Linked DNA regions of Zea mays: all the other regions are linked to region 1. A link is a contact called in public Hi-C data. All regions are on one chromosome and are shown on one strand. Each heading gives the region's core, a stretch centred on a gene start, on an enhancer-like site or on the middle of the called end of the contact. The rest is flanking DNA. Distances are from core to core; before and after follow the strand shown.

Region 1 (3,895 bases), core at 498-2,997:
TAAATTTAAGGAATCATAACAGTTATTCCCATGTAGACACAATCACAGAAATCATATAATACAAACAAAAAATGAATTAAAAGTAGCAGAAACAAACATGTTGAAAGTTCTTCATGTAAGGATAAACAGTAGTTAAATTAGCGTGAGGTAATAGGTATACAGAAGAAAATTCACAAGAGCACATACCATTGGACCAGAACCAGCAGGTATTAGCCCATACCTGTCCATGGGCATTCCATACATTCCACCTGTTTATTGGATAATAAGCAAGATAAATCTTGTGAACAAACATGTGGGAAACATAGGACTGAAAAAGATGTATCAAGTGTCATAGCCTCAACCAAATGAAGTGGCTTAGAAAACATGTGGCAGAACACAATGGTACTGCAAAGGGTATTATCTATTGCCAGCATTTGTGGAAATGAAGATCAAGTGAAAATAAATTGCATTGTTCATATTATGTAAAACTAATAGTTTAACACACTATGATTTGCATAAAAGTCGTTACCGAAAGCACCGGATTTGCCTATTTAATTTGATAGCTATATTAATTAATGCAAGGGCAATATAAAAATAGGGCATGCCTCCCATAGCCAGAAGCCCAGTTACCTACCTGCTCCCATCATAGATCCACCAGAGTATGCGGTTGGCCCAGCCATTTGCATTGGCCCGTAGGGGCTCCCCATTGATATGCGGCCACCATATCCATATGGATACGCAGAACCCCCAGGGAACTGTGTGATACCATAGCGCGTCATTGCAGGCCCGTTAAACATTGAAGAGCCATATGGGGGAGCACCACCACCAAGGTACATCGACGGTGGCGTCCCTGGGCTCATGTAACCTCCTGATGTGGGATAGCGAGGCGGGGTCTGCATGGCCTTCTGAACAGAAAGCAATAGCAGCACCAGGTAAATGCAAACGGGCAAGCAACAAGCAGAAGTAACCACAGGTACACTATGCGCAAAGCAGCAAGCCAACAATCTGCAGTAAAGCGAGGTGAAACCATCATGTACCGTGTGATCTGCTGGCCTGGACTGGTTGCAGTTGCGCATGTTGCAAGTGGTGCGAAAGGCGAAGTTAACGTTCTTGCAGCTGGGGCAAACCCAGTCGTCCTCACGCCGGCTGCCTGAGAAGGAGGTTTATTGTCCCACGCCGAGGGGAATTCACTCAGATGCAACTTATAGATAGATACGGAGAGTGAGATAACGAGGCGGCGGAGCAAGAGCAACCTACCGTCGGTGCGCGCGCGCTTCCCGGCGGACTGGCTGCGGCTGTCGACCTGTGAACCCACATACTAATTCGTGAGACCACGCCGGATAGGCGGGATCCAGAGGGGGGTCGACGAACACAGAGTGGGGAGCTCAAATAACAAAGCTAACAAGCTTCCAGCGCGACTGATGGGCGACTACACTGACTCGAACCCTAATCGACCGGCGGAACCGAGGAGGTGAGGGCGGTACCTGAGAAGACATAGCTGGCGATGAACCGGTGGCGGCGGCGGCGGGCGAACGGCGCGGCGAGAAGCACGTGCTCCTTGGAACGGGAGGGACAAGCGCAGACGAAGCCGCGGTGACGGGCGGCGGGCGGGGAGGAGAGGAAATTCGGCGAAGCGGGCGGAGGACAGGGAATTCGGCGAAGCGGGCGGAGGACAGGGAATTCGGCGAAGCGGTAGCTAGGGTTTTGCAATTGCAGTCGTGAATTCGGCTTCGAACTCAGGTGCACATCAGATTAGGGGTCCGGCTTCGAACTCAGGTGCACATCAGATTAGGGGTCCCTTTGGCAGGGTTCTGGTTTCTTCAAAAACGGCTTGGGCTCTGACTCACGAGCTGAAACCACTTATTTAGATGAGCCAAAGCTATTCTAAAAAAATCATTTGGCAAAACGGCTTATAGGTTGTTTTTCAGAAAGACCCTTGTACAGTTTATCTCTCCTGTACGTGGCTAGGGATTAAGGGCAAGACCAAAAAAATAATTTGGACTGGTGGAAGGGCTATTGTGCAAAAATGACGTAAGCTGAAGCCGGGTGAGCCACTTTTTTGGCTCATACCCTCTAGTTCATTTTAGAAAAGCACTTCACTGGTGAAGCCATTTGAAAAAGAGATGATTGACACAACTTTTGCATGAGCCAGAGCCGAAGCTGAAAAATAAGCCCTACCAAAGAGCTCTAGGTTTTGCCAGCGCCGTCCGCGTCGGCCGATGTACCTGACTGTGACGGGGTGGGGACACGAGACGGTAACTCGCACAACACAGCGGGCCCATATGGGCCCATATGACTACACGAGAGCTTCATAGAGCGGGGCTAGATATCAGTGAAACTATATTTATTTTTATATTTTTATTCAGAATTGAATTATAGCTTCCGATACGAATTTAAATACGGATGTTTTCGATACAAATACAAATAATCATGTGTCGAATACGAAATTAATCAGACACAAATAGCGTTTGTAATAATTTTTTATCGGATATCATGTAAGACATCATTCCACACATATTACCGTTATTGTAATGATTTAGTCACTTCTAAAATCTAAATATTTTTAAGGATTATACGTGGATATATGGTGTGTCTCTGTAAATTTTTATTAATTTCAGAGGTTGTGTATTATTAATTTATTTATGCAAAAAATCACCAAAATACAATTAAATTCATAAAATATTCTAGTGTTGATTAAAAATTGCAAATAAGTTATCAAGACTAATAAACATTTCTTTAAGAACATAGCCTTAAGTCTCCACATGAAAATGATAAAGTGAAGTATTTATAATATTAAAACTTGATACTTAGAGAGATTCACGTGTAACTCATGCAATAAGTGGAAGTAAAATAGAATAAACGTTGACATCTTGTAAATTTTATGGTCCAACCATTTTTAGGATTATATGTGGACATATCTCTATAAAATTTCATGAATTTCTGAGGCTATTTATATATTATTAATTTTTCTGTTGAAACAAAAAACAATTAAATTCATAAAATATTCTAGCATCGATCAAAAATGCAAAAAAAAATTATCAAGACTAATAAACATTCTATAATAATATACCTTAAATCCCCACATCAAAATGATAAAGTGAAACATTGATTATTTTGAAACTTGGATACTTAAACCGATTTCACGTGTAACTCACGCAACAAATGGAAGCGAAATAGAAAAATGATGGCGTATTATGGATTTTATGGTCCAAATATTTTGAGAAAATATATATATATATATACATGGACATATGTTACACCTCCATAACATTTCATGATTTTTAGGCTATTTGTGTATTATTATTATTTTTCTTCAAACAATCATCAAAACTACACACAATTATTCAAAAAAGATATCCGGATATCCAAAATCCTACGGATATCAGGCATCCCATATCTGTATCTAATATCTGAACTACACTGTCCGGATCTGTCGAAGGGGGAATCTTTCGGCCGGGTGGCGGAATGCACCCACCCTTGTCCTAAGATGAGGAGAGTGCATAGAGTTTTGCGTGAGCGAATGGATGAACACAAGAACACAACGATTTTTAGGTGTGTTTGGGATGGCTTCAAGTTCTAGCTCTAGTGTGTAGCTGTAGTTTATAATATCAACTTAAATAGTTTTAATATATTTAATCTAAATAATAAATAAAATGATTTATCTAAATTTCTTCTAAATGTTTACAAAATCGGCTCCACGATTTTCTGAAGCACCTAATGACCTGCTCCACTGGCTCCACCAAATTTTATAGAGCTGGAACTATCCTAAATAGGGCCTTAGAGTGGTTTAGGCCACCGGAGCGTAATACCCTACATCCAATGTGAGTTAGACTGTTTGAGAGCTTAGGTATAGCTAGTTTGAGTGTGTTCACCCTCCTGCATCGCATGTGCTCCCCTTTTATAGTATGAGGGGACT
Region 2 (3,895 bases), core at 599-3,098, 330 kb before region 1:
CTAAACAAATGCATGAGGACACTTTCGCAGACTTATAGCTAGTCTGTTCGTAACAGTACCTTTAGATGGTCAAGCTTTGACACAGCACCAATGTAAGTTCCTGGGTGTTTTGTCTTGCTTGAGTTGTGCTTTGTGAATCCACGCAAATGCATTTCATATATGACAAGGTCCTTCTGATGGTACCCAAGGGGTAGGTCACCTTGCCAATCAAACTGCAAATGCAAACCCTTATCATACGAAATGAAATAACAAAGACAACATGAATACGCAGTAAATATAACTTCACTCCATTTGAACCTGCAAACGAGAAACTAAGTAACAGAACCAATGATCCTAACCTACAGTTGATAGTTCTAGCGCTTTGTTCAGTTAGTTCATCGGACTTTTCAAATCATCAATGACCAAATATATGCGGTGGTTTCTTTTTATTGTTTAATCGTGAGTGAGTCAGACATGGGGACATAAAACTGGAAGAGAAGGATACAGCATGAAAGCAAACAGGAAGGTAGTGTGAGCGAGAGTAGTTCTGGCTTACCTTATTATAGGGAAGAGGGATCATACCAGCCATTTGAGGCCAACAACTACCACCAGGCGCAGGCACACCATATTCACCTCGGCTTACCACTGCCTAGAGAAAACAACAACAAGAAGAAGTAAACAACTAAAACATGAGCAAGCACCCAGCAATCAGTTTCTGAGTGTGTCACAGCTCACACGCATAGCCAAAGTAAAGGACAACAGCCCGTCACCTTAGCGTATGGATCCACCACAACGTTGGACACATCGTAGTACTGTCCGCGCTCAGGGGCGAACACGCCATCGAACCTGTATCCGTAGAGCATGCCGTGCAGCTGGTCCCCGTGGATGAACACGTGCCACACGTTTCCCGTTCGGTTGAGCAGGGGATCGAGGGGCACCTCCTCGGTCACCCTATCCTGCATCATACCAGGAATACAGAGAACTCAGTCCATTTCAGCACCGGCGTATGCTATGAAGCCAAACAAATTAGCGTACAGCATCGGAGAAGCAAGTTATTCGAGAGAGAGAGAAATAGAGGAGTAAGTTATGAAGCCGACTTCCCTTCCATTCAAATTCCAAAAGAGAAGAAGAACGACACAGAAGGATCGCAGCACGCGTTGCAGAAATTGCATTCATCAAAGACTAGGGGTGGGGGATGCTCACCGCCTTGAGGTCGCCGGGAGCGAAGAGGCACAGCGACGCGGCGGAGGCACCGCTGGAGTAGACGGCGAAGTTGACACCGCCGCGGAGCGCGGTGGCGCCGAGCGGCGCGGGCATTCCCGCGAGCACCCGGCACGCGCCGCCCAGCGCGAACCTCTCCTCGGCCACCTCCTCGTCGTCGTCGTCGTCGTCCTCCTCCGCCTGCACCGCCTCGGCCACGGGCCGCGCGGCGGCGGCGTGGAGAGACAGCCGCCCCCGCCCCAGTCCCGCCACATTGGGCCGGCCCCGCACGCCGGCGCGCCACCGGCCCGCGGGCACGGCGAGCAGCGGGCGCGGCGACGAGACGCAGGGGAGCTGCTGCGCCATGGGGAGAGGAAGTGGAGGGGAGGGAGCCCAGTTCGTTTGGCTTTGGCCGATCAAGTAGTGCGTTCGAGTGGAGTGTGTGACGAGACGAGGTGGATGCGACGGAGCGCGGCTCGTCTTGGCTCCCGTGCGCGACGGTGTGAGGAGGGGCGGGTCCGGATCACGCACGCCGCCCGCTCGCTCACGCAGTGACGCTGACAGAGTGGGGCCGGAGCCTCGGATCGGCGGACGGCGGGGTCGGAGCGTGCGTTTTTTCACAGCCGGAAGCGTCTGCGTCTGCGTCCGGCCACCGTCGTCCACTCGGCCCGTGTCGTTTTTTCGCAGCGGGAGGCGGACGTGGGCTTTTTCTGTGGGGCCCGCGTACTGGCAAACACGATCTAGTTGCCGCTTTTCAGGCACTATACTATTCCACTTTTTATTATTTATACTCTTATATTCACCAAAAGAAAAGAACTAAACTTTTTTCATACTTTCACAGTGATACTTTATACATATACATATACATATAATAAGGTCTAGTTTGACAATCCTATTTTATCAAAAGTTTTACATTTTTTCAAAGAAATTAGTTTATTTTCTCTTGAAAAATAGGAATTTCTCAGAAAAATAGAGTTTACAAACTAGTCTTAAAATAATAAACCAATGCGATATTTCTTTTAAAAACGAGATATATGTATCTTATATTAATATACATGTATGTGGAGATAACAAAGGCTTGCTCAATTTGTACGGTGTGGGTGGTTAATTAACACAAAAGAGAATTCTCTCTTACTATGGTCTAGTAAAGTGACAATATAAATAAAATAGAAAAGGAAGAACCAAAGAGGATCTGAAGGAACGTACTCGGCAGCAGTCCCTAAATACTAAGAACTGTCAAACATATCTTTGGAGTTGGTTGATGAGATGGATCTAAATACTAAGAATTTGATTATTATGGTGTCTCAGCATGTGCTGTGCTATTTGAATAAGTAGAAATGAATTAATATTTAACAAAGTACATATGTTGACTTATTTGCAGGTTTTATTTGGAGGAACTCATTGGCTCAGACTCTAGACGCAGCTACAGAAAAGTGAAGAAGCAGCTGATCTTTTAATTAAAATCTGTCGTTATCTGAAGTTGGTGGCCACGCAGTTTTTTGCTTATCAGGGTTGGAGGTTTTTAAATAGGATTGAGTTGTAATGAGCCGTTTTTTAAAGTGAGTTTGAGTCGCTGATGAGTAGGGGAGTTATTAAGTCTTCTAGACTTATAATTTTGTTATGTTTTGTGAGATGTTTTAGATTTTTTTTTAAGTTATGTGAATTTGCGCTTACCCTCGAAATAGTAAAACCGGATTTTGGTCTATTATTTATCTAAAAAAAGAAGGTAGCAGTCCCTAGAAAATCTGGGAGCCCCTCTCCCTCGGCGCGTGTCCGGACCCGGGAGTGGGCCCCGTGGACATGGGCTTTTCTGTGGGGCCACCGTGAATCAAAGGGGTGCAGCGAAAGCTGCGAAACGTGAACGGGAGCATCACCGTCACGGCGTCGCCTAGATCCCCGTCGTTTCCCGCAACGGACGCACGCTCCGTGCACGGTGATCCATCTTTTGGTGCCGGCTGGTTCGTCGAAAGGAGGTAATAAATTAATTAATTACTAGGTTAGTTCCCGTGCGTTGCAATGGGAACATATTAATATCATGATAACTTATATATAAATGTGTTATATTGTTATGAAAAAAGATTTTGTAATTCATTGGTGATCCTGGCTATACATATACATTTTGTTATTTTAATCTACCTGTTTTACCACTACATTGCAACCATCAATATCATGCAGACCTATATATATGATAGTTCGGTGTCTCTGCGTTGCGACGATTTGCGACGACTCACAAATTATTAATAAAACGCGAGTGCACAACAATTACATGAAAACAAACAATATATCGACAATCGTACACTAATATATTCCTTTGTAGAGATATTGATAAGTCTTTTGTATGTTTGCATGAAGGATGACCCTTAGTGCATGGGCATTTAGGATTTAGCAACCCGCACGGTCCATGCATCATATGCTTTATAACCATCTTGTACAGTTGTGGGTACTTTTTCTTATCAGAGATCTCAGCCTAAGTTGGTAATACAATATATGACGATGTATCATGACCTCCATAGAATAATTTTGTATTGCAGGGTGAAAATTATAAAAAGGAGATCCTAAGCCTGTCATAAGGGGACAATGAGTTGTGACTATCAAAATTATTTTAACTCACAAATATAACCATTTTATCTTTTATGTTGCGAGGATATATGTTGTGGCATGATTTCTACATTACTTACATATGGATAAGTATTATGACAACATTCAACCCATCTAA
Region 3 (3,895 bases), core at 590-3,089, 320 kb after region 1:
AATAGAGCATTTGGTTGAAGAAGACAAACTGGAGAAGGATATGCTTAGTAAAAAAGGAGAAATCCTCACTAAGGAGTTAGCTGAGCTTCTAGAGTTGGTGAGGTTGAAAGAAGCAGAGATAGCTGAAAACAATGCCCGGATCCATGAAGTTCAAGAAAGAATCAGTGCAGTGGTCTCCAGATTCCATGGTTCTCAGTCAGATATTGACTTGAAGCTCAGTTCCTTGAAGGAAGACCAAAGTAAAGTGGATCTAGAGACTGAAGCACTTTTGTTGAAGAAGAATGAAATTGATAAGTTCATTACTTTAACAGATCAAAAGGATTCAGAGTTGAGGGACATAATTGGTGCTTGTTCCTCTGAAGCAAAAGCTTGTCGACAATCAGTTGAAATAAGAAGAAAGCTTGCATCATCGATCTTGAAGTCAAGAGAGGATAGAATTGGGTTGCTAAAAATGGAGGAGGAAATTTTGCAAGTCATTCAAATGCAAAGGCAAAAAATTACCGATGCAAGAAGTACTCTTCAGGTACATCAACTCTTCTTTTATTTTATTTTTTCGATATTTATATTATTTAAATACTGTGATTTATGTTTTGTTTTGGATGTAAGCTATTCTAAATATTTTATACTGGATTTTATGTTTTGCAGGAGGTATCTTCAAGGCGAACAAGCATACAGCAAGAAACGGAAGCACTGAAGCAGAAGTTGAGTTTCATTGACAAAAGAGGCCCTGAACTAGAGGCTGAAAAGAAAGTTGCTGCCGCCTCAAGAAACTTTAAGGAAGCAGGAAGGATAGCTGCAGAGGCAAAAGCTCTTAACTCCGAAAAGGACGAGCTGTATGGTAAGTTGGAGAAAGCCGCTACTGATCTAGAGACAATAGAAAAGGATATTGTAGCAACCACGAACAAGATACAGGAATGCGAAGGGCTTATTGAACTCAAAGGAAGAGAGTCAGCGTTGACAAGTTACAGAAGACTACGGTTAGACTGTGCTGCTGCTAGAGCAGAACTGACTGCTGCAGCTGAAACAGATGATAACGAAGAAGCTGAGATACTACGTAAGGAGGCTGAAGCTGCAGAGTCTAAAGCAATGGAACTCAAAACATGCTATGACCTCCAGGTGGTGGATGATGAGTTCGTGTTTCAGCCTGTAGTCCCTATAGCATTCATAACGAATTCAACAGGGCAGCACTTGGCAGAAATTGCGTCTTCACTTGGCCTATCTCCTCAGAAATGAAATCTGGCAGTGGATTTGTACAGTGCCAAGGTCTGTCGGTTGCACTGCGATTCAAGTCCTGCCAGTGCCGTGCCTGCGCGTATTGAGGGGAAGATCTCCTTCCAGGATGTCCTCCTCAAGGACCCCCCTTTATCTCGCAGCATTTGGAAATTGGAATCTACTCCTAAACAGAGTAAAGATCCTAGTGAGGATTTAAGTGTAAAGAATGTAATTCTTTTGTTGTGCCAGTTTTGATTGAATTGCAGTGACATGCCATCATCATCAACCAGTACGTAATCATATTTTTGTTTTGAGAAAAAAAAGGATGTAATCAGAAGAAAATGTCCAGGAATGAAGCTTTTCATGCATTTGCCTCACTCTGTTGGTGACAGCTGCCATTGGAATAAACTGACCAGTAACAGTAACAGAGTAACTTGAACTGTGCCATTAGAAAACTGAACGTCTCTCATGTTTGCAGCTTCAGAGAAGTCTTGAACATTAGGTACTTTAGCAGGAGGAAATGCACCGAGCACAGAGGTAGCCATGGGCCGGCCCATGGGCCATACGGGCCTATTTTGCCTCCTCGTTGTGGGAGTAAGAACGGATGCATGCAACAGATAATCAGCGCTAGCTATCCCCTCATCGTCTTCTCTTATCCTCACTCGCGTAGTCGCCTCCCTCCTCTTCTCTTCCGCGGCCTGGTGCAAGACCAAGGTGAGTGATTACTGTCGGTAATACTTTGTCTACCCTTAGCGCACGTAGCGTGATGCATCTCGCTCCCAATTCTCTGCGGCTAGGGTGTCGTTCATTGGCACTCTAATTCGCGCGCGTGTCCTGTTCGATGGAATCTCAGAAAGAGTTCCGGTCTTTCGACAGAGGGAGGAGGAGGCCACGATGGCCGGCAGCGTCAGCAACGGCAGCGGGAAGAGCCTGGCGCGCTGGCTGCGGGAGAACGGGTTCGACGACGACGCCGTGGCGCGCATGTCCAGGCGGTGCAGGAACCTGCACAGCCTCGACGCCGGCGAGGCCCCGGGCGTGTGGGACTACCTCCTGACCGGCGTCAAGATGGAGCGGCGGAAGCTGCGGCACGTGGTGGCCAAGTGCCCCAAGCTGCTCACCCTGTCCGTGGACGGCAAGCTCGCGCCCACGGTGCAGTGCCTCGCCACGCTGCAGGCCAGGCCCGGGGAGGTGGCGCAGGCCATCGCCAAGTTCCCCCAGATACTGTTCCACAGCGTCGAGGAGAAGCTCTGCCCGCTCCTCGCCTTCTTCCAGACGCTCGGCGTCTCCGAGAGGCAGCTCGCCAAGCTGCTCATGGTCAACCCGCGCCTCATCAGCTACAGCATCGAGGCCAAGTTCTCGCAGACCGTCGGCTTCCTCGCCGGCCTCGGCGTCGACAGGGAAGGCATGATCGGCAAGATCCTCACCAAGGAGCCGTATATCATGGGGTACAGCGTCGACAAGCGGTTGCGCCCCACTGCCGAGTTCCTCAAGTCGGAAGTCGGGTTACAGGGGCCAGATCTCCAGAGGGTGGTCATGACCTTCCCCGATATACTGTCGCGAGACGTGGATAAGATCCTGCGGCCCAATCTGGCGTTCCTACAGAGCCGCGGATTCAGCAGGGATCAGGTCACGGCACTGGTAGCTGGTTACCCTCCTGTTCTCATCAAGAGCATCAAACATTGCCTGGAGCCAAGGATCAAGTTCCTGGTCGAAGAGATGGGGCGGGACATGGGCGAGGTGGTAGGTTACCCCCAGTTCTTTCGCCATGGCCTCAAGAGGAGCCTGGAGTACCGCCACAAGGTGCTTAAGCAGATGAACTCGAGCTGCAGCCTCAGCGAGATGCTAGACTGTAACCACAAGAAGTTTGCCATGAAATTCGGTTTGGTCGCAGCAGTTTAGGTACTCAACTTTTCTCTAGTCCAATCCAAGGTAGTTTGTTTTATTCTCAGGTGAATCTTTCCGTTTGTACCGTCAGGTTGTGTTGTTCTTTTGAACATTTGGGCAATGATAACTAATAATTCAAGGTCCTTTACAAGTATCAACTGGTATCTTTGACACCCTAAGTACATAAAATCTCTATGTTCTGTTTGAGAGCAAACAAAATGCAAAGCATGTGTGTTTTCTTCTCTTGATACCTTAGCAACCAGGTTCCCGGATCGATGTGGTCGAAGAACGGGGACGTGGTATGTCAATGTGGTATGGTACTTAAAAAAACACTACAATGACGTGATTGTTCCCAGAACGAGGAACATGGATAAGTTCCACATCGGTTTGACGGTTTCTAAGGTTGGTGTTAGAATACTCGTTTAGGGTTTGGGGTCTTCCCCGTGTAATGACCATCTCATCCCTCTGTAATGGGCCTGGCCCAGTTTACTCAACCTATTAATACATCACCCAACCCCTAGGGTTAGGGTTTACTATTCCAATATGGTATCAGAGGAAAATTCGGTCTCTGCTCCCAGCCGCCAGCTCCTCCCCTGTTGGTCGCCGCCCCTTCCCCTCCACCTCCGACCAACTCAGGCGCCGCCGCCCCTGCAGGTCGCGTCCTAGCCGCCGCCTCTGTCTTCTCTCTTCTTCCCTCTCTTCTCTGCTTGCCCGCGGAGCCGTGCGCCCCTGAAGCCGCGCTGCCAGCCGACCCCGCGCACTCGGCCAGGCCCCGCGCGACCCCGCCCCGACATCCGCA

The links. Hi-C and Micro-C count contacts between places; a contact is called where the count stands out from the background.
Region 2: a contact with region 1 is called in a Hi-C map of endosperm, with 3 times the contacts expected there. The contact joins the promoter of LOC542318 here to the promoter of LOC100280526 in region 1. A contact is called at or near these places in 6 of 25 Hi-C or Micro-C datasets (ear, endosperm, leaf and 1 more).
Region 3: a Hi-C map of endosperm shows a contact between it and region 1, with 2.9 times the contacts expected there. The contact joins the promoter of LOC100286256 here to the promoter of LOC100280526 in region 1. A contact is called at or near these places in 10 of 25 Hi-C or Micro-C datasets (bundle sheath, ear, endosperm and 4 more) and 1 of 3 datasets of contacts at active chromatin or transcription factors (leaf).

Annotation. Positions count from the first base shown.
Region 1 is chr4:43,094,854-43,098,748 of Zm-B73-REFERENCE-NAM-5.0, reverse strand. It overlaps LOC100280526, which reads right to left and starts at 1,747. Exons shown (of 10, transcript NM_001153444.1): 1 at 1,464-1,747; 2 at 1,237-1,282; 3 at 1,017-1,129; 4 at 614-881; 5 at 187-248. The coding sequence starts at 1,475.
Region 2 is chr4:43,427,881-43,431,775 of Zm-B73-REFERENCE-NAM-5.0, reverse strand. It overlaps LOC542318 (sugary 1), which reads right to left and starts at 1,848. Exons shown (of 18, transcript XM_008680135.3): 1 at 1,183-1,848; 2 at 750-935; 3 at 536-628; 4 at 60-212. The coding sequence starts at 1,545.
Region 3 is chr4:42,772,011-42,775,905 of Zm-B73-REFERENCE-NAM-5.0, reverse strand. LOC100286256 reads left to right here and starts at 1,839. Exons shown (of 2, transcript NM_001401776.1): 1 at 1,839-1,926; 2 at 2,089-3,278. The coding sequence starts at 2,107. The coding sequence ends at 3,111. It overlaps LOC100383143, which reads left to right. Exons shown (of 3, transcript NM_001175809.1): 2 at 1-523; 3 at 646-1,588. The coding sequence ends at 1,233.